Linked DNA regions of Mus musculus: all the other regions are linked to region 6. A link is a contact called in public Hi-C, HiChIP or PLAC-seq and promoter capture Hi-C data. All regions are on one chromosome and are shown on one strand. Each heading gives the region's core, a stretch centred on a gene start, on an enhancer-like site or on the middle of the called end of the contact. The rest is flanking DNA. Distances are from core to core; before and after follow the strand shown. Region 1 holds the start of Zbtb16 (zinc finger and BTB domain containing 16). Region 2 has its middle 17 kb from the start of Gm38579. Region 3 has its middle 29 kb from the start of Zbtb16. Region 4 overlaps Zbtb16 (zinc finger and BTB domain containing 16). Region 5 overlaps Nnmt (nicotinamide N-methyltransferase). Region 6 holds the start of Ttc12 (tetratricopeptide repeat domain 12). Region 7 has its middle 23 kb from the start of Gm39336.

Region 1 (3,013 bases), core at 19-2,518, 650 kb before region 6:
TGCTAGGCCGGCCCGGCAGCGCAACCCCCCCAGGGGAGAAAAGGATGCACAAAAGCCTGGAGGCGAGTGGTGGGAGGCCAAATGAGAAGAGATCTCTGGGTCCTCCACCTTCCACCCAAGATCACGATCCCCGGGAAGTCACCAGCAGGGTCCCCGGCCTCCCGCACCAGCTGCCGGCGTGCCCGAGTCAAACACGCTGGGAGCGTGGCGGGGAGGAGGCGAGCTGGTTGCAGCGGTGCGCTCCTGTGCATTCCGGTGGGGTCCGCAGGCTGGCAGGATCGTGCGCATTTCGAGCGCGTGCGGGAGCGTGCGAGGGGCTGGGCAAGCTTGCAGCGCGCCAGGGTGGGAAAGACATCCCGAATGCATCAGGTGCAGAGCCGGGAACCCACCGTGCGCGGCCGGGAGCGCACAGCGAGCTCCCGCTCCACCGGCCGTTCCCACCGAGAGCCGAGGAGGACTCGGAGCGCCAGAGTCTCTCCGAAGCGTCCCTCTCTCCTTAAAAGAGGGCATCAAGTCCAATCAAAAAAAGAAGAAAAAAATCCCACCACGTTTTCTCTAAAGAAAACAAAACCCGATCGGATACCAGTCCCCTCCCACCCGACCCCCAGGTTCACTCCTTGCTTCCTCCGGGTCTAGCTCCCCAGCTCGCCAGCGAATAAACACAAATAAATAAGACACAATCCTATCTCACGCCAAGCGCACCGGTCCGCATACATATGAGCACCCACAGGCTCTCTGCTCCTCCGCCAGCCCTTGCCTGTACAAAGACACCCAGTCCCCGACTACACGCGCCCGCAGCCCTGGCAGACCTCCCGGCCTGCCACCTCTCACCCGGACCGGACCGTGCCCGGAGAAGAAAGGTTGGTGAGGCAGCTGTGCCCAAGCTGACAGCCTCAGCGCCGCTTTCTAGCTGACCCCCAACGGGCACTGGCGATCGCTGCTGCAGCAGCAACCAGAGAACCCCGCACGAGCCCAGCGGCCGAGTGGCCAAAGCTAGCACCACCCGCCTAAACCTCTCCCGCCCCAGGGCGCCCTGGCGGGAGGCGGTCGCTGGGCGGTGCGAGTCCTTCCCGGGTTTCCTACACACATACACTTACCGCTTACGGAGCCTGGAGCTTGGGGTGGGTGTGCGTGCCTGGGGGGTTAGGGGTGTGCCTGGATCGGGGAAGGGGTGTTGCTGGGGAACTGTTGCTCCGGATCTCACGGCGGCAGCGGCGGCATCGCCCGGCAGTTCGCAGTACCCGCTCTCGTCACCCTTAACTCCTCTCTGCCGCTAGGTTAGCAAATCACCACCGGCTGCGGCGCCTCCGCCGCGTCCCACGTCAACGCCGAGCCCCCTCCCCTGCGAGGCCCCGGCGCCTCTCCATCTTTAGTGCTGGCGGCCGAGCCCGGCTCCCTGCCCACAGCTGCCCCCTCCCCTCCCCCTGGCCGGTCCTGGCCCGCCCACCCCGCCCCACCCCCGCCCTGGCAGAGCCCGTGCGCTCTCCCAGCCCTGCCCTCCCTTCCCGGGCGCTCCCCTCCCTTCCCAGCGCTCGGCGCTCCGGGCTTCTCCTGACATCTAGCTGCTGCCCCGGCGGCAGCGGCTGCTGCTCGTTGGCTAGGTGGAGAGGGCAAAAGGTTGCAAAGGAAGAGGAGCCGCAGAGGACCTGGCAGTCCCCAAGGGGTCAGAAGGATGAGTGGGAGAAGCGGTTCCCACTTTAGCCCCAGGTTTTTTCATTTCCACTGGGCATGCGGTGTATCCCGCGCCCCTAACTCCCCCAACTCCAGTACTCAAGAGCGCAGTTTTGTCCCGTTTTTTATTATTTGCACCAGTTCAGTGTGTGGCTTCTAGCTTTTCACTTTTTCTCAGGATTCGGATCGCATCCTCCCTTACCCTAGCTTTAAATGGGTCGTTTCCCAAGTCCCAAACCAGGCCTCTGATGCCTGACCACAGGAGTTCGCCGGATTTGGCCAGATAAATCTAAAGGGGCCAGTAGAAATCTGGTAGGAGGCAGCACCTCGATTTTGCTATCTAGATTGTTGCACACTGAGATGCGAAGGCCTGAGTAGTAATACTTTCTCACTCCTAATCTCGGGCATCCTCCCCGCCCGCACGCCCCCCCCCATCTTCCCCGGCCCCAGGAACCTGGATGGAAAGTTCTGAAGATTCTGCGCCTAACTCAGCTCTGCCTTCAGGAGCTACTGGAAGCTTGGAAGAGCGCTGGGCCGCTCCAGAGTACTTTCTTCCCTCAGCGGCTGGACCATTTTAAAGGGCGTACTTGAGATGACAAACCGTAGGGTAGAAAGACCAAAGGAAAAAAAATATTCCTTCTACCCGCGGAAAGCACCGTCTCCTCCTTTGCACACGAAGCTAGGCAGGGAATTGAGGTTGGAGGGTTCTTTTCTGAGCACTGGCCTCCGGCCAAAGCCCCAGCGCAGTGTTATTGGGGGTGTGGTGGAGAGCGCCACCCAGGGGTCTCAGAAAAGTCACCCACACAGCCCCACCCTCCAGTCCTAAGGTATTAGTTCCAGGCTTCAGTTTAGGGGTGCTGTGTTCTTGGCTTACCGCGGATCTCCCACAGGACCCACAGAATCGTATCTTGATTCCCCAGGAGCTAAAGGAGAAGGAAAGTGGGCGGTGAATGGAGACAAAAAAACCCACGAAGACCAGGTGGCAGAGCTTACACAAGATCTGCACGGGGGTCTGCTAACGTGGTGGTCATTTATAATAACAAGGCATCCTAACAATTGACACTCCCAGGTCTCAGATTAGCAGTGGGAGAGAGAAGTCCGCAGAACCGAGCACTGGGAAGCAAAGGAAGAAAACTACAATTGAGTTACCCTCTCATAGGCAGTGTCATGTGGGTGAGACAAGGCGAAACCCCCCTACCCCAGTCAGTTGGTATACAACAAAAAACACCTTGTGTAAAGGCTACCTGATTCTTTCAAGTTAAGGCGAACCCTCTGTAAGAAGTAGGGGATTTGAGGACGTTAAGAAGGAACTGCCATCTATAAAGAAAGCAAGAGTGGATGA
Region 2 (3,239 bases), core at 191-2,690, 890 kb after region 6:
TCATCTAACCCCATAGATACAAGAACACTGTCATTTTAGCATACCATTTAAAGGAGGATATTTTCATTGTCTTTGTGTATAGTCTTTGAAACCCCACTTGTAATTTCTTTTTCCCTTTCTATTGTGATTTTTAACTGTGACTGATCTGATAAGTGTAAACTCTTTCCTTAGCTTGAAGGTTGTGCAGAAATGGCACAGAAGCTGGCTTTGTCCCTCTGCTAACTCCTGCTTAGAGTCAAAGCTCACAGGGGGGCAGGCGACAGATCTAACTTATACACCACTGTGACATCCCCCAGCAACTAAATCATAGCAGGCACTGACTAAATATTTGTGGGATTTCATTTAACTGAAGGAGGTCAAACAGGATTTATTATTTCCACTTGAGAAGTGGCAGAAATGAAATCGTGAAGTGATTCGTACAATGCACACGGCTAAATACAAGCCCCAAGCTGGGTTACTGCTGCCCGCTGCTCCACCCACGTCACCTGCTGCCTTTAATATCTGCCAACACCCTGCTCCACAGTAGCATTGGCCATCACAATGACCCCGGGTTGTCTCTGTCTCTTTGCCTCTGGGTTTGATCTCGGGCTTCGGCAGCATGGATGAGAAGAGAAGTCAGTGATCCTCCATGTTTAGGAGTGAGTCCCAACTGTGTTCCCAGCAGGAGTGCTGAGCTTGCAGAGAGCCTATGTCATGTCCTCTCTCTCCAGGCCAGGGTCTCTCCAGAAATGAGTGTTCTTGAAAGTTTAGAGGGAAAAAAATGCATTTCCATTCTCCTTTTGGAGCTAAAAGCATCCTTCTCCTTCCCTGGGAAGCTAGTGAACCAGTTATAATTACACCCCATACACTGGGGAGTGTGAAAGTGACATTTAGCAACACTTAAGCCTGGGATGTGTGGTGGCTGCAGTCAGCGTCGTATAATTGCTACAGCATCGATCCCAACAATTAGCACGGGGAAGTAGAGATAGAGTGGAAGGTCTCCAAGAAAATGCCACAAACGCAGAGTAAAAGGGGCCTAAAATCTGTCTTGGAGACAGCTTCCCTTCCTCCAAATGTTAAGACTTTTATTACTACCGTCAAAGTTTTACTAGAATCTCCCTGGGGTACAAAGGGCCTAGGAGCAGAGCCGCAGGTGAAGAGAGAAGACCCTGGACATTCCCTGATGGGCTGTCTACTTCCCAAGTTCTAGCCCAGGAGGTAGGGAAATGTAGGCTATGGCAAGGTTGATGATGCTGGATTACGAGAGCCATGATGGAGAGGGTAAGGCTGGGAGGGTTGGGACCACGTTTGCTGCTGCAGGCGCTGCAGTCATCGGAAAGCGGCCTGGTGACAGAGAGCATGGCTGCTTCCTGCTTTAGATAGAATTGGGGACAAGGAGAGAATGCAATGGCTGAAGGAGGATGAGCAGGCACATTCTGTCACTCTGGGGCCCCAGGCAGAGCTCCTGTATAGCTAGGGAACACATGCTCACCCACTAGGGTTGCTATAGCAACACCCCACAGACTAGCTGGTCTAAACAACATTCACTTTCCCACAGTTGTAGAGTCTAGAAGTCAAAGATGATCAAAGTCGTTGCAAACTTGGTCTCAGGCCTCTCCTCAGCTTCCAAGTCATGACCTTCTTACTGTGACATCATATTGCATGTGTGTGAGTGTGTGTGTGTGTGTGTGTGTGTGTGTGTGTGTGTGTCCCTGATGCCTCCTTGCATTCAGATCTCTTCTTATATAGACATCATCCAGTTTGCATCAGGACACCTCAAGTTCCTCATCTTAATTATCTCTTTAAAAGACCATTCTCCAAATACAATCACATTCTGATGTGCTGAGAGTTAGGAACTTGGGGTAGAGGTGACATGATTCAGCCTGTAATGGAACAGAAATACTCCTTTAGCCTTGAAGGATGCCCAGGTAAATGTCCTCAGCCTTGGCCATTAGAGAGCCTCTGCCCCTGAGGAAAGGATAGACCACTGAGACTGTCTTACCATCAAAATCCACAAACACAATACCATACAAAGTAGAGTTCTGTCTATTCTTCTAGAGTGAATATAGGATTCATTGATTGTCTTACACAGTAAGGACTGAGTAGTCTATAAGTGGCCCTCTGCACACTGGGAACAGAGTCCAGTAGCTGCTCCATCCATGAAGCTGTACTCCTCAGCAGTCCCAGTCTGGTGCTGAAAGCCTGCAGGATTGCTAGGGGGCTGCTGCTCTTCACACCCTGCTGGAAGGCTGGAGAAGCTGTGTTCTGCTGTCAGTGAAAACTGGCAGCGGAGGCAGCAACAAGGCAGATGCCGGTCACTCAGAAGCAGGAAGCAAAGGCAGGCAAACAGCTCTGTTGTTTCTTTGGACCTTTTTACATCTTGGCTGCCAGTGGCAGGTACCACCCACTCCGGGGGAGGGTGTTCTCCCCTCAGGAAATCCTTCCTGAAAATTCTCTGGTTTTTGTACCGGTCAGCACATCTTGCTTGGCAGGTCTGTGCTGGACAAGACAACTAACGTCTCTTCTCCCCCTGCAGCTTGCATGGGACCTTTCAGTGCTATGAAGCTAACTGCCAGGGCGAGCTTCCTGGTCAGATGAAGCTTTGTTTCTGTGTCCTACAAAAGAGTGGAATAGACAATTTACATGGCAAGGAGAGGTAGCCAACATCATAGGGCACCAGGGAGATACAAATTCAAACCACAATGAGATACCACTTCACAGCTAGCACAGTGGCTAAAATGATGGCAAGTTGATTCTTGCAAGTGCCAGCAAGACTGCAGAGTAACTGCCTGGTATACACGCACCTGATTCGAAATGCATGACCGCCTAGGAAAACAGTTTGATCATTTCTCCTAAGGAGAAACGTGCTCTTATCAAATAACTCAGCTTCCGTACTCCCAGGCATCTATCCAAATGAAATGGAACTTACACTTAAAGAAACCCTGCGTGTGGACCTGACTGTCCTGTGCAGGCACGAAGTAAGACACCTTAGCTGTGAGTGTCCAGACCGTCTTACGCCCACAAGATAGCTTCACAGCTCCGCTCGCCCATATTCAATTCTGACATTTCTTCCACGAGGCTCATTCCCCTCTTCCACAGCACTCCCTGTACCTCAGGGGGGGAGGTGTATGGTGAGCAGTCACTTGTTGTCAGCACCTTGACCAGCCACGAGTCTCTACAGTCAAGACAAATCTCTGCAAATAGATGCCTCATTGATCGAGGCTTAGGGCAGCACTACTCTGCAGGGATGAACATAAACA
Region 3 (3,056 bases), core at 103-2,602, 620 kb before region 6:
CATCCTTCTAAATGCCCCCAAAGGGACTGTGCTGGTCAGCTTTTCACTGTAGCAACAAACACCTGATATGTTCAACTCGAAAAGAAGAGAGGTCTGCTTCAGCTCAGCTTTGTAGGTGATGGTCGATGGCCTAGTGTTTCCGAGCCCGTTGTGAGAGAGCACACCACAACGGAAGCACATGGCAGAGTAAGTGGATCATGGCAACCTGCAAGCAAAAGAGTGGATGCAGCCAGGATCTCAATGTCCCTTACAAGGACAGCCAAATGACCCAGCTTCCTTCCACTGGGTCCTACATCTTAAAGTCTTAAAAATGGCAGCACGTTGCAATAGCATTAACGGCTAGGGACCAAGCTCTTAGCACATGGGTCTCACATGGCTTTCTAAATCTCAATAATAGAGATGGAAAGAAACTTCAGGGCTAAGAAAGAGGCGGCCCAGTAGAAGTTGGCCACCACAGCTCTCCCTGGTCACCACAGCTCTTCCCTGTTCAGCACTTGCTTTGTGTTGACTTCTGTCCCAGGTCCCTAGAGAGTCTAATTCATTTCATCTTTGGAACTCTATGGCAATGGGTGTCATCATCATTAACCTCACATTGCAGATGGAAGCACCCAGCCAGAGACAAGCTATCCAACTCAGGGGTTACAGCAGAGCTCTGACCATTGCGCTAGCTTGCTTTCCAATGAGAGTTTTCCCAGCCAGGCCAGAGAGGTCTTTTTTTTAAGATTTATTCATTTATTATATGTAAGTACACTGTAGTTGTCTTCAGACACTCCAGAAGAGGGAGTCAGATCTCATTAAGGATGGTTGTGAGCCACCATGTGGTTGCTGGGATTTGAACTCGGGACCTTCGGAAGAGCAGTCAGCGCTCTTAACCACTGAGCCATCTCGCCAGCCCGAGGTCATTTGAGAAAAGAAAAATCACAAAGTACTTTCTGGAACCTGTGTGGGGGTTCTGTCTAGGCAGGCTTTCCACTTCAGGGGAAGGCTGGGCAGTGTCGGAAACTGCATTAGTCAATGGTTGTTGTTGTGGCAAAACACAGGACAAGAAGCAATTTAAAGGGGAAAAGGTTTTTTTTGGGATCCCTGCTTGGGGTGTGTTTTATCATGAGAGGAAAGGCATACACGGGTACAAGCAGGAGGAGGCTGGTTACGCTGTGTCCAATGTCAGGGATCAGAAGCTTGGGCTGGCAGTGGGCTAATGTAATAATCCTCAAGCGCCACCCCGACCCCCAACGACTCACTCCGTCTCCAAACAGTGAGACCAGATGCTTAAGTGCAGGAGCCTGTAGAAAACAGTTCATGTTCAAACCATAGCAGAAGCAGCTCACGGGGTGGGGCACCAGGACCTGCTGCTCCTGAAGAACTGGTCCTGTGTGTTCATTTTCAGCAGCTCTAAGACAAACGCCGTCTCTCACCCCCACATCTGAGGATGAGAGGAGAACAATGCTTTGCCCTCTCTGGGTGGCTTTCCTGAGAAGGCGATTTGAGATGCATCTCCCCCACCCCCACCTTCACCCCTGATCTATCTTTTCTCGGATATATCTTTGCTCTCGGATAACTTCTCTCTGAGATCTCTCCTGCACACTGGAGGCTGCCCAGCCTGGGTGGCTGGACACACCTGCTCAAGCTGGGGCAACAGGGCGCATGCACCACTCCCTATCTTCAGCGGGAAGCAGAGGAAGGAGTGGGAAACAGAGTTGTGGCACATGCCTAAGGCGGAGCAGCTGCTGAAGTTTGAGTTGTATGTGTGCTTCAGAGGTCCATGCGTTAAGGGACTGATCCCAAACGGTGCTATTTGATGGAGGGGCAAACTTTTGAGAAGTGAGACCTCATGGGAGAAAACAGGTCATCACTGGCATATCTTAGGGTTTGTTGTGAGATCCGGGCCCCTGTTTCATCCTGTCCTCTGTTTATTGACTATTTTGCTCTGCCAGGTACTCCTGCCACAATGTTCCACATCCACATCACACCCTAAAAGCAACAGGAGTTTCCAATGCCGTGAGCTCATCTGCCCTTTTCTCTATAAGCTGATGGTTTTAGGTACTCTGTGAGAGTGATGGAAAGCTGACTGATACAGCGGCTAACTGCAAGCAACCCCAGGGCAGCTATTGGCTCACCGGCGGATCACCGCACAAGCCTGTGGTAGGTCTGCCTGCAGTTGGTCTCAAACCATGGAAGTCAAGAAGCAAGAACAGGAAAGGCTAGAAAGGAAAACGACCCAAAAGGAGTGGGGAGGAGGATGAGTGCGAACCCAGCTGATGCAGATATCGACATAACCATTATGAGGGTAAATAAAACTGCGGTTTACGTTATGCAGCGAGATGCTCTCCGAATACTTCTGTCTCAAGGAAGTTTTTTATTTCACCATAGAAGAAAAATGTTTTCATATTCTCTCCCGCCGCTTAGACCCAGAACCCAGCAAGGCCTTGTGCCCCCGAGAGCCATAATATTATTTGTTAACATTTTTATGATGCCAAATGGTCTGGAGGAGAACCGGCACCATTCTTTAGCTGGGAAACCATATGGCACGGAGAGTAATAAATAAGGTATTGTGATAGTTAATGAACCTAATTGCCAGCGAAGGCTTTAACACAGAGCCTGTGCTGCTGAGAATTTAGCACCGCATTAGGGATGCCGCCGAGCTCCCCTGACTTCTGAGGCTTAATTTAAGTTCTATATTGCAAACTCCAGAAAATAATTCCAAACCCTCCTGCTGGAGAAGCAACCTGCTGGTAGACTGTGATTATACCGAATTACTAAAATCGCAATCAATTTTATACACACAGTTAACCCTTGCCAGGAATGCTCCCGGAGTGGAGAAGCATAGGGACCACAGCCTCTTCTGTTTGTGGCTCTGGTCCAAGAAGCAGAGTCGGGAATGGTGTGGCATGTGACTCGGGTCAGGACGGTTTATTAAGGGAGGAGGGGAGGGGAGAGAACATTTGATCATCACCATGGCCTTCTGGACCTCTCTGATCCTGCATTACAGGGCAAGAAGACAAGGGATCTTGGCAAAAGGGTTCTGTGCTCACTCATCCTAAGCAGCCAGAAGCCCC
Region 4 (3,310 bases), core at 525-3,024, 790 kb before region 6:
GGTTCCGGTCTTGTTTGTGTCACTCACTATGAATCAGATCCACACCCTTGTTCTAACCCTTGCTGCTGCTGTGTGGCCAGGAGGAAGTTGCCTGACTCCTCTGTGCCTCATCTCTGAGAAAAATGCAACGACAGTAACTGTCTTACGGGGATGCTAAGCAGCTTCAGGGAAGAGGGAAATGTTTGTTACCGAATAGCTTAAAGCAAATTTCAGAATTAACCGTGCTGGTCATTAGCCATAACGTCAGGGAAGTCTACTTGTGCTCGGTCTGAGTTTTTGTCTTTTAGACACAACAATGTTCACCTTGCGCAGCTGATCTGAGACTAAGAAAGTAACCCAAACCAAGCATTCCCAGAGCATGGGGCACCGGGCACTGGGTGACCCTGGTGAGGATGCTGCCACGATGGTCCTTCCCTGAGCAGGAGCCAGAACCTCAGCTTCCACCCAGTGTGTCCCATCAACCCAAATTAGCATTCACTAATTTAACTTGAATGGGAATGAAGGAAATAGAAAAGAATTGGGATTTCTAAAGCTATTCTGTAGACAACGACTCTTTGTTGTGGAGGATGGTGCGTGGGTGGGACAGGGAGACAAACCCCTGTGCTATGGGGACATGGGGCTTTACAGCAAACACATAGCCAACTCTGTGCACATAATCCCCTGCCCAGCCTTGCAGGGTGATCCAGGAAACTGAGCGTGGCAGACAGAACGTCCCAGGAGGGAGTCATGCTTCCCCACCCTGGGTGTCCCACAGACGGGAGCCTGGGTGGGTCTCTGAAGCTGACACCCCCTTCACAGACCGCAAGACCACTGTGGGGCAGCACTCCATACTAGTGTTCTGGCTTGCCCCAGCTCCAGAAGATCCTCTATGGGGATAGGGACAAATAGTGTCCATTCCTGAACTTCAGCAGACGGAAGGTCGTCAGTGAGCAGGCAGATTTCTCTGCTGATCATGGGCTGGGGCGGGGACTTGTTCCTCCTACAAAGGTGGGAAACCAAGCCCTGCTCTCTCCAAGTATTTTAGAAAGAGGAGATCCTCTGAGCCCCAGCACACACTGTCGTCCCAGAGGCAGTAGCTTCCCTAGAGAGATGCCCCCTCTACCACAACGGACAAGAGGGTGGTTTCCAGGATTGAGATACCTGAACGGCAAAACACTGGCACTGATGTAGTAGTTTTCTCCAGGTGTCCCAAGCTCTGAGTGCTGAAAAAGCCCTGGGAAAGGGGATCATGAGGGGACCCCAGGGCCAGGCTGCCACCTCTAGGGGACTATGCTCACATATCCAACTCGGAGCCTCCATCCAAAGCTTGGAGCCTCCATCCTAAACAAGAAAAAGCTGTACAGACAACAAACACCAACGTAACCCTGCTTAGCAATAACCCAGTCTCTCTCTCCTTCCTAAGTCAGGACCACACTACCACAGGGCAAGCAAAAGTGGCCTCGGAGGACTCAGGAGATACAAAACCTTTTACTTCGTTTCTTTACTTTTTTTTTTTTTTTTTTTTTGGTCACAATAGTATCTGTTAAGGTAAGTTAAACCTTCTAAGATGAATTTTCCTGCTACTTTTAATTAAATGTTCTTTAGAATTAAAAGAGCACTATTGAGAAAGGTTGAAAACATTTTTTCATTGACACTGCCCCGGGTCCCCCCTCCCCCTTTTCCCAAGGAAAAGAAAAAGCTGTTTTGTGCCCAGTGCACCCTGGCCCACACTGTACAAAAGAGGGCGGGATGGCGGCAAGACACACGAGATGACCCTGTGACCCCAGACCGCTGACAAGTCCTCAATGGCATAAATACCAGATAATCAATCACATGCCAGGAGGGCGAGTCCCCCTGCCCTCACCCTGGCTTTCGGGTTTATGAGACATGCACTGTAAATAGATACTAGCTTCTTGAGAGAGGCCCCCTCAGCATTCCAGGGCTGGCCTTAATCCTGAGCCAGGGCCGGCCAGACCCTTGACCGGCTTGCTTTACAGCTTTCATCGAGAGCTTATAAAGAAAGTGCCTTTCCCTCCCGATCCTGCCAGGCAAGTTGGACTTCCTGGAATGAAAGAAAGTCAAACTTTAAACTCCATCCAGGAAGGCTAGGCGGGGTGTCTGTAAACAGCCAGAAAAAAAAAGGTGCAGGGAGAAAGCAGAGTCAGGAAACAAGAAGTCCAGGCAGAAAACCCCAGTGTGGCCTGGATTATCCCAGGAGGACAGGATGGGGACCAAGGAGGTGATGAGGAAGCTGTGGCTAGGATGCTGATGACAAGGACAATACTGACCATGACAGATAATACTCACTAACCCCTGACAACTGTCCCATGGTCATCTAACCTCAGACGTAGCTCAAGGGGATGCTTATTGTCATTGTGTTGTCCCAGATAGAAAGACAGTCTAGAGTTGAGTTAGCCCAGGCTATGAAGACACTCAATAACAAAGAGAATGAGAATCAGTTAGGTCTAGCTGCATCTCCACCTCCAAAGGGACTGGACTCCAGGACGGACAGAGGGATGGACGGAGAAAGACACTGGATGCCACCCTTAAGATCAACTCAAGATCTGAGGCTCAAGTGACAGTTGAGCATATAGTTAAAAACTGGGAAAATACGGTTCTAAAATCCAATGGAACATCTGAAGCCAGAAAGAGCCCACACATGAGTACAGATCCCGGCTCTATCCTTCAGTCCATATTAGACTATCTCCACAGCCCGGGCTTTAGAATATCTCCAAGGCAACCATGGCCTCCGAAACCTTTGCTCAGACTCTGAAGTTTACCGAGCTCCTAGTGAAGCCCCTGCAAACAGGGAAGTGGGGGCAGAGAGGGGAAGACGGACTCTCTCAGTAACTAATTTTGATAATGCCTTTGTCTCGGGGTCAGGGGTTAAATATGGCCACACTAATCCACTTCTTTCAGAATGAGAGCACAAGGGAGAGATATTTCTGTAGTTAACAAACCATTCTGTTTTTCTTTCCTGGAGAAACCCAGTCTGCTGAATGGGGCTACCTAGTGGCCAGAGACACACACTTGAGTTTATTCGGGCTAACTGGTTTCCCGGCTAGCCAACCAAGGCGAAAAGCATACACAGTGGTGCTTGAAGTTTTAAAGGACTCTCTTTCCCACCCCACCTGTTCTCCTAAAAATGCTTTTGAAATGGCCTAGACAGAACAGGAGGAACAAAAAGCTTGGAACTCCCATCCTGCCCATGAGAATAATACAAACTACTAGCCAGAGCTGTATGGGGAACCATCAGTAACCCACACGTGCATCTGTTGAGCGCTCTGAAGCTTGTCAAGCACTCCCTGACAGAAACCTCTATGTGCACTGC
Region 5 (3,408 bases), core at 710-3,209, 890 kb before region 6:
AAACCACTGGGTCCCGCTTTAAATGTATCTATTGGTGGTATGGTTCTAGCTCAATTAGCCACCCTCTCTAAAAAGGGGCAACCAGGAATGGTGACAGACACTTTCAGTCCTAGCTCTCACAAGGCTGAAGGGAGGCAAGAGGATTGTGAGTTCAAGGCCATTGTGGGTAATACGTGAGTCCAGGTCAGCCTGGATGATGTAGCGAGACTGTGGAGAAGAAAGGGGAGGAGAAGAAGAGAGAGAAGTGGAGGGGAGAAGAGAGTGAGAAATAGACAGAAAGGGCAGAGGCTTAGCAAGGTGTTACAGGGAATTTTTACAACAAACACTGGTCTCTGCATTGGGAATAAAAAATGGGGGCTGGAGAAATGGCTCAGTGGTTGAGAGTACACCCTGCTCTTGCAGGTGGGACTTATGGCTACTTGTGGTGCCTGTTAGCACATCAAAGCTCAGGCTGGCCAGCAGGCTCCCTCAGGATCCCAAGTACCTGTCACACACATTTCAAAGTGTATCCTAGCCCTTCTCACCTCTTCCCCTACCCCACACTCCCTCTAGCTCACAGGCTTGGCTTCTGTCCCCAGCTACTCACTCTCCATATAACCCTGCTATTCTCACTATGTTTTCTCTCTGTCTCTGTCTCTGTCTCTGTCTCTGTCTCTGTCTCTGTCTGTCTGTCTCTGTGTGTACTTGTGTGTGTCTATTTGTGTGTGTGTCTGTCTGTGACTATTTGTCTGTTTCTCTGTGTATGTCTCTATCTGTCTGACTCTCTCTCTCTCTCTCTCTCTCTCTCTCTCTCTCTCTCTCTGTGTTTGTGTGTGTGTGTTGTCCCTGCTTCTCTGACTGTGTTTTCTCTATTCTCTATCCCCTGCTATTCTCCCCTATCTTGCAGAGAGCCCTTGCTGTGCCCAATGTGCTGGCCATATTCAGTGTACTTCTTTCTCTCTCTGCTTTGGGTTCTTCTAGATGTCGCTTACTGTTCTCTCTCATATCTACAATAAAAACCTTCTTCTTAGCCATACCATGGAGCAGTAGTGCCATCAGTTTTTAAACTGAACTCAGGTCCCAGTGGCCACACTGGGCAGCTCGTAACCTCCTGCAACTCCAGCTCAGGAGGATCTGACATTTCTGGACGTCATGGGTCCCTGCACCCACTGGCACATACCCCCCCCCACACACATATATACATAATTTAAAATAATAAAAATCTGTTTTAAAATTACCCTTGGTTGGATCTACCTGCTCCTTATCAGGAATGAAGACAGACCTATGGCAACCACTTTGTCCCAATTTGTCTTGGATTTTCCTCATTTAAAAATCTCCTATGCTGAAATGTCCTGTGCTATATTGGACAGAGCAGAGCAACTGTTATCCTAAAGGTAGGGAGGCTTGTTCCAAGGCTACCTCCTTATCCTGCTAAACACAGATAATTTGTCAGAACGTATTAAGAAGAAAAGCTGATGATTAAACCACAGACATCTATGAGAAACAGATTTAAATAGGTGAAGAAAGTAGAAAAAATGAAATTACCTGTCTGCACGAACACATAACAAGCATACAGAAGAGGCTAAGGAAATACAGCGTGGCAGCTTTGGGGCTTTTGCTTGGTTTTGATTTTTGTTTTTTTGTTTGTGGGGTTGGGTGTATTTTTTCTTTTTTCTTTTTTTTTTTATGTTTTAAAATGTCACTGTAGATCAGAGACATCGTGAGAATGTGTATTTAACCAATGACGTCAGAAGCAGCGTGGACCTTTGTGCTCTATTGTGTAGTAAGCTATTTTAAAGACGCAAATTACCACAGAACTAGCACTTGCCAGTCAGATGATGACGAAAATTGTTCCCACACAGCGAAACCCACTGTGAAATCTCAAAAGCTCACAGAAAATGTGCCAACCTGAGGAGGGGAGTTTGTTAGGCGCTCCCACTGCCTGGGTACCGGCTTGTCCTTGGCCTCGTAGCAAACACTGGTGAACTCAGTTGCCAAGGCAGCTGTGTAAAGATTACCCCTCAGGGCTCCTTGAGGACTGCGGATCACACCCACAGGGAAATGGACTCGCCTGGAGACCTGGGCAATTACCACTCAGACTCGCAGTTAGCTCAAGGAGAAGGTGATAAACACGCACCAGAACAGCATGGCGCTTGGTTTACAGAAAGCTAACTGCAGCATGGCCACTGCTCTCCATGTTAGGATCGATCCTTTCAAATAGAGACTGCCATTTCCTCTGTAAATACACTATGTACACAAGCCTCAGGGACACAGAAGGGAAGGAAAGAACAGGTAAGGACTCCTGGGAAGAGCCCTATGTGAAGATGTCTTCCTATACCCAGTGGTTATCTTGAGATTCTGCCTACCCTGAGAGGCAAGGCAGTTGTTGTTAAGTCAGAATGTCCACAGGAGACTTTTCCATTATGACTCTCTGCCTTACGTCCCACCCCTAGAGACTCCAGCAAACCCTCCTGTGACAAAGCCATCAAAACGTCTCAAGGAAATAAAGGCTAAAGAAGCCTGGTGTGGTGGCATATGCCCTAAATCCCAGCATTTGTGAGTTGAAGGCGGGAGGATCTTGAGTTCAAGGTCACTCTCAAGTTCATAAGGAGCTTGAGGCCAGCTGGAATACACAAGACCCTATCTCTACATAACAAAGAGAAGTCAAACCAACTTGATCAGAGGCGGGAAGGATTGCCCATAATCCTTCAGCACAGCCCACACTCGAATCAGGTGGAAAAGGTACATAGTGGAGTCTTAAAGACAGGATACATCCATTCATTTATTTTACACTCACATCTAAACCTCTGTTATGTGATGGATGGGTACTGGGGACTCAGGGATGAGCAAAAGAGAAGCAGCTCCCGTCTTTCTGGAGGTTACAGAGGGAAAGAGAGAGAAAACAATCTAAGGATTACTCGTCAAAATATAAGTAAAACGGAGAAATTCAGGGAGGAACAGAACATAGGATGTTGAGATCCTGGCTTGATCTATTGCACAGTGGAAAGAAACAGAGCCACGTTAAGCAGAGATGTGGAGAAAACGTATAACATCGTTGTATGAGGCTGGGAGAGGAGCAAGGGGGAGAAAGATGGTTCAGCCTGAGAAGACAGCATGCACAAAGACCACCAGGTGCAAGACATAAGGAGAAGAGTGTGCCGGTGGGCCTGAACAGTCAGACAAGTGAAATCCTGGGCGCCAGACAACAGAAAGCTCTGTTGAATATGCTTAGAATTTTACTTTCTGGGCCAGGTGTGGTGGTGTCCACCTTTGATCTCAGCAGGATCAGGAGGCAGAGGCAGAGGCAGAGGCAGAGGCAGAGGCAGAGGCAGAGGCAGAGGCAGAGGCAGAGGCAGAGGCAGAGGCAGAGAGGCAGAGGCAGAGGCAGAGGCAGAGGCAGAGGCAGAGGCAGAGGCAGAGGAGGCAGAG
Region 6 (3,208 bases), core at 237-2,736:
ATCTCTAAGGGAGGCAGTATAAATTATGAAATTAATAATATAAAACACTAAACAGAACCATCGGGCTTATTATCTGTCTAAGACTAAGTGTTTGTAAATGTCGTGAATAACAGCAGGGTGAGCCATTTCCCTCTGACTGCTGTTTAAGGCCAAGGGACAGTTATTATTTGTGGCCACACTTCCGGAGAGCTGCCAGCCCTGCCTCTGCTGGGGGGAAATGCTCTACAATAATTCCTCCAAAGCTAACCACCAACCACTGTGATTTAGGGACCTGATGGCAAAGGAAGCTGGGAGAGGAGCCGACTTATTGCCAGGGCTGGGGGACGAGTGTGGTCTTCCAACTTTGGCCATGACAGGTGTGCCTAGTCGGAAGCTTGGGCCAGGCAAAGCACAGGATAAGTAGGGAGAAGACTACCTTCATGAACATGTCCACACTCCATTAAAACCGTTGCCTCCGCCCTGTTTCTGAGGATGAAGAGGAGGTGCCACAGTGCACCAGCGTCTGCTTTTCAGTACTCTACCAAGTACATTAGCTTTATTACACTTGATTTTGAATGTGAAGACTACATGATAACCTCGGAGGTACCCAAAGGCGTATCCACACAACCTAAAGATCACCAGAAGGATAAACTTCCCCAGCCTTGGCCCACAGCGAGCCGCAGCTCGTTTGGGAGCGCCCCCTAGGTATGCATATTTTAAATACACTATACTGTGGTTCCAGCTTGCAGACAGGCGGCTTGGTAGTGCAGTCAGACAACTGCGAACTAAAACTTTGACATGCACAATTAGCCCGTGAGTCCCAGTTTCTCCGTCTACGTTATGGAAATCATAATGCGAACCCAGAGGACACCACGGGTCTGACTGTAGCACCCTGAACGTGGATGCGTGATTAGTCAGGCTTCTTTTATCTAGAAAACAGCCTTGGCATATGGCTCAAACAGCTAACACTCCCTAGGAATGAGATTCACATCGGGGGTGGGGGTGGGGGTGAGGTGGGGGGTGGAGGAGGGAATTAACTCGTGCAGAGCTACAGGCTGGCCTGAACCAGGCGCTTCATGGACGGAGAAAGCCAGTCTTTCTGGAACAGTACACCCAAGCCAGAAGGGTCAGCAGGAACGCAGAGCCAAGGCTCCCTGGAAAGGAGCAGAGCGGCGGTGGGGTGGAGGACCCACACCCGAGCCCCACCCTTCGGTACTACACAACTCCATGGAGGGAGGGCGGGGACAGCTGTACTGTTGCCAGGCAACCGCTCCCCAGCGTCCTGGCCCTGTGCTTCCAGGGTTGGTCTCAGCCTGCAGCTGGTACTGGATCAAACTCAGGGCCCGAGTCAGTGGCCTCTGTCAACTCTAAGCCCAGGCCAGGAACAGTTCCAAGATAGATTCCCCACGGCCACCCGGCTAGACTGACCTTTAGTGCCCAGGATCGGACGGGAAGTGGAAGCTGAGGACAGGCTGTGACTGGCTTTCGCTGGGGAGAGGCGGGGCCTTGGAGAGGGCGGGGCCTCTCGTGACCCAAAGAACGCGCTGCCCCGTTTGAAGCTGGGATGTCCCACCCAGAAGCAAGTTGGTGCCGGCTGGTCGCTAAAGCAACGTCAGTGAAAGCCCTTCCACTCTGGAGCCGCGAGGGTTCTCCCAGTTGGTTTCATATCTTTAGTCCCATAATGTAAAGGCTCCATCCAGCGTACTTCGGTGTGAGTCCAGGTTTGTTTTTAATGACCAATGTATGGCCTCCAAGGCAGTACCGTCTCTTTGATTCTCAATTTTTCTCGTAAATGAAATGGAAAAACGACACTTTTCCGACAAAGCTATGGTTAAGGGGGCTGGATCCTATCTAGCTACAGAAGTGAGTGATATACAAACAACAGTAGGATTTAGGGTAGAGAGAGCACATCACAGGGAATGGAAGAGTGGTGAGTCCTGAGCTCTAAAATGTGGGTAATGTAGATCAGTCAAAACCAGAATCTACAAAAAAGTGCCTGAGGCTAGCCAGTGGCCAGGCAAGAACCCAGGTAAGAAGAGGCGATGGGAGTTCCAGAACTACTGGCCGAAGAAGGGACAGACTCACTTGCACCCAGGACTGCCTTGGATAGTGATGCTCAGTAGCCACAGACTGGCTGGCTGGTGCGTCTTCAGAAGCTCTTTCTGTCTGACGGCTTCCATTCCTGTTGCTATGGAGTGCAGCTCTGCCCTCCCCAGTCCCATAAGCCCATGTGTTATAGGACTAGTTCCCATTCCTTAGGACCAGAGGTTTGCCTTTGTTTTGTCTTTTTGTTTCTAGCACGTGGACTTAGATGAGCAAATGTGCCTACAGAAACTGTCAAGTATGCTATTCCGGATGGAGAAAGGATAAGAGAGTTGACAGTTTGCATCAGGCTTCCAAGGGCCATCTGTCCTGAAGAGTAAGATTACAGTGGTACAGTCACAAGCCACTTTGCGGGGACAAATCTTACACTTGATAGATTACTAGGGTTTTGTTTTGTTTCACTTTGCTTCTTTAGCTGGTCTGTGTGTGTGTGTGTGTGTGTGTGTGTGTGTGTGTGTGTGTATGTGTGTGTGTGTTTTGGATGCTATACCTTTCTGTGGCCCTGCATAGCCCAAAATTCACTTTGTGGCCCAGGGTGTCCTCGAGCTCAAGGTGATCCTATTGTCTCGGGTGCTGGGATGGCAGGTGTGTGCCACCAAACTTACCTCGGATTGGTCAGAAGTCCTAAGTGACCCCAGAAAGTCAGTCACCTGGCAGCAAAGAGTCTCATGCTCTTTTGTCCAGGCCTATGTAGATTTTACTTTTGTGCCCTGGTAACTTGATATGGCCAGTGTGGTATACAGATAAGCAACTGTGAACAAGAACCTTCAATAACCCGAGTGTGACTCATTGACTATGCCCCCCCACCCACCCAGCAGTTAGCCAATGGAGGCCTGTGTGAGCATTCACAGAACCCAGTCTACCTTTGATTCATAGAAGAGTAAGCAGTAGACCCGGCTGATAAGGGGGTCAACATTTTGGGTGGCTTTGTTGCCTCGGCATAACATGCTCAGCCACTCTGACCACGTGTTCTTCACTTGATGCTATGCCAAAAATCTAAGGGTGCTGTGGGCGAATCTATGCGGATCAGGATGACTGTTGTTAGATTTTAAGGGTCAATGTCTGTGTGTCCTCCCTCCAGCACAGTGGTTTACGTGTGCAGAGACTTTCAAAAGCATTAGTGAGC
Region 7 (3,368 bases), core at 414-2,913, 840 kb after region 6:
ATTAAAGGTACTAAGGGTGTGTGTGTGTGTGTGTGTGTGTGTGTGTGTGTGTGTGTGTGAGTGTGTGTGTGTATTCCAGTGAGAGGGATTAAAGATGTGTCATTCGAGTTGGATCACACAGATCTAGAAGGTCTTTGGATGTGATTTCTTGCCAGCGTAGCCATGTTGGTGGATTAAAATTCCTCTACATAGATCTAAACAATTGGTGTAAATGTCATTGCAAACAAATTTAAATGTCAGAGCAAAGACTTGAAAGAGAATCTATATAACATAAGTATAATGTTTTAAAATCAACATCCTTGTTTATACTAAATAAGGTGGTAATTTGGGACAGTAAGAAGAAAACAATGTTGTCTGTGGAAGAAAGTATACTTATGTCAGATTTACTTTCTAATATACCATATGCCCTGGTTACCCTTAACTAACAACTTGACACAGCTTAGAGTCATCCAAGAGAGAAGCCTCAACTAAGCAATTTCCTAGATCAAGTTGGCATGTATCAATGTCTAAGGAGGATTGTCTCAACTATTAGTTGATGTAGAAGGGACCAGCCCACTGTAGGCAGTGTCCTTCCTTAGGAAGGAGGTCCTGGGCTAGTAAAATAAAAAAATTAAAAAGTAAAATAATAATAATAATAATAATAATAATAATAATAATAATAATAATAATAATAAAGAGCTAGGTAAGCATGGCCTATTGAGCAAGCAGTGTTCCTCCATGGTATCTGCTTCAGATCCTAGCCCAACTTCCTGCCCTGACTTCCTTCAGTGATTAATTGTGACCTGAGAGTGTAGGCCAAATATAAACCCTTTCCTCCTTGAATTGTTTTTGGTCAGGGTAAAACACCGAATGAAACTAGGACATCATAGTCAAAAGTATGATTTTATTTGTTATTTTATCATCAATAGAGATGGACATTTCCATTTGGGCAATAACAATATCTAATAAGTTAATTCAATACTCCTGCTAGAAACCACCAAAAATACCAGAAAGATGGCTGTTGACTCTTTCTTTAAATCCAAGAAGGCCAGACAACATACTAAGAAATTACCACACTAAAGTATAATTGAGAATGAATTTCCCTGGCCAGGGAAATTGAGCAAAAAGCAGTGTTTGTCCTGAGGGCATGTCTCTACTAACCCGAGCTCCAGTTTAGATCCAGTTCAGTGACTGAACTGGGTGGAAGGAGCAGGAAGTATTTCAATTCACACGGATACTTCTTGTATGAAATAGCCTCTTCCAGATAAGAGTGAGCTCAGAAAAAACCCTTCCTCCCCACCTCATTCTTACCACAAGCACCCTGAGACACCAATAGGAGAGCTATTAGTCAGAACCACGGGGAGAAGATGAAACTAAAAACACGCCTGAGAAACTGTAAGCACACAAACCGCCATCAAATAGATTTGTAGCTTTGTGAGGGACAAAAAAAAAAGGAAAGAAAAAAAGTCCTCAGGACATGGATTTAAATTACTGTTTCTAGACCAGGAATTCCCTAAGGCATGCAATCGAACTAAACATGAGCCTTCTTTGAACAGCACACCTGCACAATGCCTCAAAGAATCTCTAAACATAATTTATTAGAGTACTACCACCCATATACTCAACAACAGGAAACCAGAGAGGCTGCTAACAGGCAGAAACTGATTCACAAACCTCAGATGCACTCAGTTGTTAGACTTCATTTTTTAAAAAATATTCAGTGATATAGGGCTCTGTGGTTAAGAGCTCTTCCAGAGCGTTCCAGATCCAACACACAACACCCACACGGTGATTCACCGCCACCTGTAACTCTAGTTCCAGGAGATCCATTGCCCCCTTCTGTCCTCCCTGGGCACCAATCACACATGTATACATGCAGGAAAATAGTCACACACACACAAAATAAAAATAAATATTTTCTTTTAAAAAAAAATCAATGATGAGGCTCAATGGAGAACACCTGCCTAGCATGTCCAAAGCTCTGGTTTCCATCAACACACATAAAAAGTTCAGCTGCCCTTATTGTATTGTATAAAAATGACCTTTTAAAAGAATATGTGCATTAAATCTCTACAACAAAATTATAAACTATTCCAGTTATAAAATATTTCAGCACCCTCTTTTGGTAACAATGCCTGGAAACATCTTGAAATAAACAACAGTGGATGGTTCTAGCCACTGACAAGCTGAGCTACGGGGGACAAGTGAGAGAAGACATGGGTTAGAAAGTAAGCCCTTATGGTTTGTATGTGCTTGGCCTAAGGAGTGTCACTATTAGAAGGTGTGGCCCTGGAGTAGGTGTGTCACTGTGGGTGTGGGCTTTAAGACTCATCTGAGCTGCCTGGAAGCCAGTCTTCTCATAACAGCCTTCAGATGAAGATGTAGAACTCTCAGCTCCTCCTGCACCATGCCTGCCTGGTTGCTGCCATGTTCCCACCTTGATGATAATGGACTGAACCTCTGAACCTGTAAGCCAATCCCAACTAAATGTTGTCCTTATAAGAGTTGCTTTGGTCATGGTATCTGTTCATAGCAGTAAAACCCTAAAACAGTAGTGCAGCATTTCAAAGGCAGTGCAGTGTTTCACACAGAGAAGAGGGAGAAAATCAGGAATTGTCAATATTTGAAATGATAGTGGTGGAATGTTGGTGAAAGTCACCAACAGACACATTTAAGAGTCCAAACTTCCCCAATAATAATGAAAAGCATGCATGCATATCCATCCCTGTGATACATAAACTAAAGAAGAGGGAAGAAAGCTACCTGACCACCAACTTCTTAGCTATAATGGTACCCAGGCCAAAAGGGAATAGCCAATGTATTGAAAACAAACAACTGCCAATCAAGAATTCAACTTCTGGCTGGGCAATGGTGGTGCACGCCTTTAATCCCAGCACTTGGGAGGCAGAGGCAGGTGGATTTCTGAGTTAGAGGCCAGCCTGGTTTACAAAGTGAGTTCCAGGACAGCCAGGGCTATACAGAGAAACCCTGTCTCAAAAAAAAAAAAAAAAAAAAAATCAACTTCTGGAAAAAAGAAAAAAAAAATACAAACTTCTTTCAAAAAAAAAAAAAAACCTGCAGCTTTCGCGGGTTCTGTTGCCTGCCTGTGGATCCTGTTCCCCTAACTGGACTGTCTTGGCTGGCCTCAGTGGGAGAGGATACATCTAGTTCTGCAATGTGACTTGAGATGTCAGGGTGGTTTGGTACCCAGGAGGACCTAACCCTTGTCAGAGATGGATAGGAGAGAGTGGGAGGCAGGGAGGCTACATTTAGGATGTAAATTGAATAAATAAATTAATTAATTAATGGGGAAATTAGGCTGAAATGGGATTTTCAGACCAATGGCATCTGAGAAACCACTCTGAGAACACCCAGCCAACAGCAACCCC

What was found. Promoter capture Hi-C pulls out the DNA fragments that hold promoters and counts their contacts. Hi-C and Micro-C count contacts between places; a contact is called where the count stands out from the background. HiChIP or PLAC-seq counts read pairs in DNA pulled down with a chosen protein or histone mark.
Region 1: a promoter capture Hi-C map of stem cell-derived epiblast-like cells shows a contact between it and region 6, with 6 times the contacts expected there. The contact joins the promoter of Zbtb16 here to the promoter of Ttc12 in region 6. A contact is called at or near these places in 18 of 39 promoter capture datasets (the 3T3-L1 cell line, 3T3-L1-derived adipocytes, the C10 cell line and 11 more), 4 of 484 Hi-C or Micro-C datasets (all in embryonic stem cells) and 6 of 115 datasets of contacts at active chromatin or transcription factors (T-cell acute lymphoblastic leukemia, bone marrow-derived macrophages, embryonic stem cells and 1 more).
Region 2: a promoter capture Hi-C map of hippocampal neurons shows a contact between it and region 6, with 6 times the contacts expected there. The contact joins the enhancer-like site here to the promoter of Ttc12 in region 6. A contact is called at or near these places in 4 of 39 promoter capture datasets (embryonic stem cells, hippocampal neurons and neutrophils) and 4 of 115 datasets of contacts at active chromatin or transcription factors (T-cell acute lymphoblastic leukemia, embryonic basal ganglia, embryonic stem cells and 1 more).
Region 3: a Hi-C map of the N1E-115 cell line shows a contact between it and region 6, with 5 times the contacts expected there. The contact joins the enhancer-like site here to the promoter of Ttc12 in region 6. A contact is called at or near these places in 7 of 39 promoter capture datasets (the 3T3-L1 cell line, the HPC-7 cell line, HPC-7-derived erythroid cells and 3 more), 1 of 15 datasets of contacts at CTCF or cohesin (embryonic stem cells), 7 of 484 Hi-C or Micro-C datasets (the N1E-115 cell line, embryonic stem cells, epidermal suprabasal cells and 2 more), 3 of 115 datasets of contacts at active chromatin or transcription factors (astrocytes and embryonic stem cells) and 1 of 9 other capture datasets (embryonic stem cells).
Region 4: a promoter capture Hi-C map of the C10 cell line shows a contact between it and region 6, with 5 times the contacts expected there. The contact joins the enhancer-like site here to the promoter of Ttc12 in region 6. A contact is called at or near these places in 4 of 39 promoter capture datasets (the 3T3-L1 cell line, the C10 cell line, frontonasal cranial neural crest and 1 more) and 1 of 115 datasets of contacts at active chromatin or transcription factors (acute myeloid leukemia).
Region 5: a contact with region 6 is called in an H3K27ac HiChIP or PLAC-seq map of embryonic stem cells, with 2.6 times the contacts expected there. The contact joins the enhancer-like site here to the promoter of Ttc12 in region 6. A contact is called at or near these places in 4 of 39 promoter capture datasets (the C10 cell line, hippocampal neurons, pre-B cells and 1 more) and 1 of 115 datasets of contacts at active chromatin or transcription factors (embryonic stem cells).
Region 7: a promoter capture Hi-C map of the HPC-7 cell line shows a contact between it and region 6, with 8 times the contacts expected there. The contact joins the enhancer-like site here to the promoter of Ttc12 in region 6. A contact is called at or near these places in 11 of 39 promoter capture datasets (the 3T3-L1 cell line, 3T3-L1-derived adipocytes, the HPC-7 cell line and 6 more), 2 of 15 datasets of contacts at CTCF or cohesin (embryonic stem cells and stem cell-derived epiblast-like cells), 53 of 484 Hi-C or Micro-C datasets (the AML12 cell line, CD8 T cells, the G1E-ER4 cell line and 33 more), 8 of 115 datasets of contacts at active chromatin or transcription factors (acute myeloid leukemia, astrocytes, bone marrow-derived dendritic cells and 4 more) and 2 of 9 other capture datasets (adipose tissue and embryonic stem cells).

The regions. Positions count from the first base shown.
Region 1 is chr9:48,834,957-48,837,969 of GRCm38.p6, forward strand. Zbtb16 (zinc finger and BTB domain containing 16) reads right to left here and starts at 1,269. Exons shown (of 7, transcript NM_001364543.1): 1 at 1,098-1,269.
Region 2 is chr9:50,373,406-50,376,644 of GRCm38.p6, forward strand. No RefSeq gene overlaps it. Among named protein-coding and RNA genes, the nearest start is that of Gm38579, 17 kb to the right of the region's middle. Within about 2 kb of position 1,441, at least 23 of the 459 cell types and tissues checked have an H3K27ac peak or open chromatin away from gene starts, as enhancers often do. A contact at or near this core is called in hippocampal neurons, where this site is marked.
Region 3 is chr9:48,864,084-48,867,139 of GRCm38.p6, forward strand. No RefSeq gene overlaps it. Among named protein-coding and RNA genes, the nearest start is that of Zbtb16, 29 kb to the left of the region's middle. Within about 2 kb of position 1,353, at least 2 of the 459 cell types and tissues checked have an H3K27ac peak or open chromatin away from gene starts, as enhancers often do. A contact at or near this core is called in the N1E-115 cell line, where this site is marked.
Region 4 is chr9:48,692,972-48,696,281 of GRCm38.p6, forward strand. All of the region lies in intron 4 of Zbtb16 (zinc finger and BTB domain containing 16), which reads right to left. Among named protein-coding and RNA genes, the nearest start is that of Gm32280, 25 kb to the left of the region's middle. Within about 2 kb of position 1,775, at least 29 of the 459 cell types and tissues checked have an H3K27ac peak or open chromatin away from gene starts, as enhancers often do.
Region 5 is chr9:48,595,107-48,598,514 of GRCm38.p6, forward strand. All of the region lies in intron 2 of Nnmt (nicotinamide N-methyltransferase), which reads right to left. Among named protein-coding and RNA genes, the nearest start is that of Nnmt, 8.3 kb to the right of the region's middle. Within about 2 kb of position 1,960, at least 20 of the 459 cell types and tissues checked have an H3K27ac peak or open chromatin away from gene starts, as enhancers often do. A contact at or near this core is called in embryonic stem cells, where this site is marked.
Region 6 is chr9:49,484,739-49,487,946 of GRCm38.p6, forward strand. Ttc12 (tetratricopeptide repeat domain 12) reads right to left here and starts at 1,487. Exons shown (of 22, transcript NM_172770.3): 1 at 1,408-1,487; 2 at 1-4.
Region 7 is chr9:50,323,253-50,326,620 of GRCm38.p6, forward strand. No RefSeq gene overlaps it. Among named protein-coding and RNA genes, the nearest start is that of Gm39336, 23 kb to the left of the region's middle. Within about 2 kb of position 1,664, at least 28 of the 459 cell types and tissues checked have an H3K27ac peak or open chromatin away from gene starts, as enhancers often do. A contact at or near this core is called in CD8 T cells, the HPC-7 cell line, LSK cells and 1 more, where this site is marked.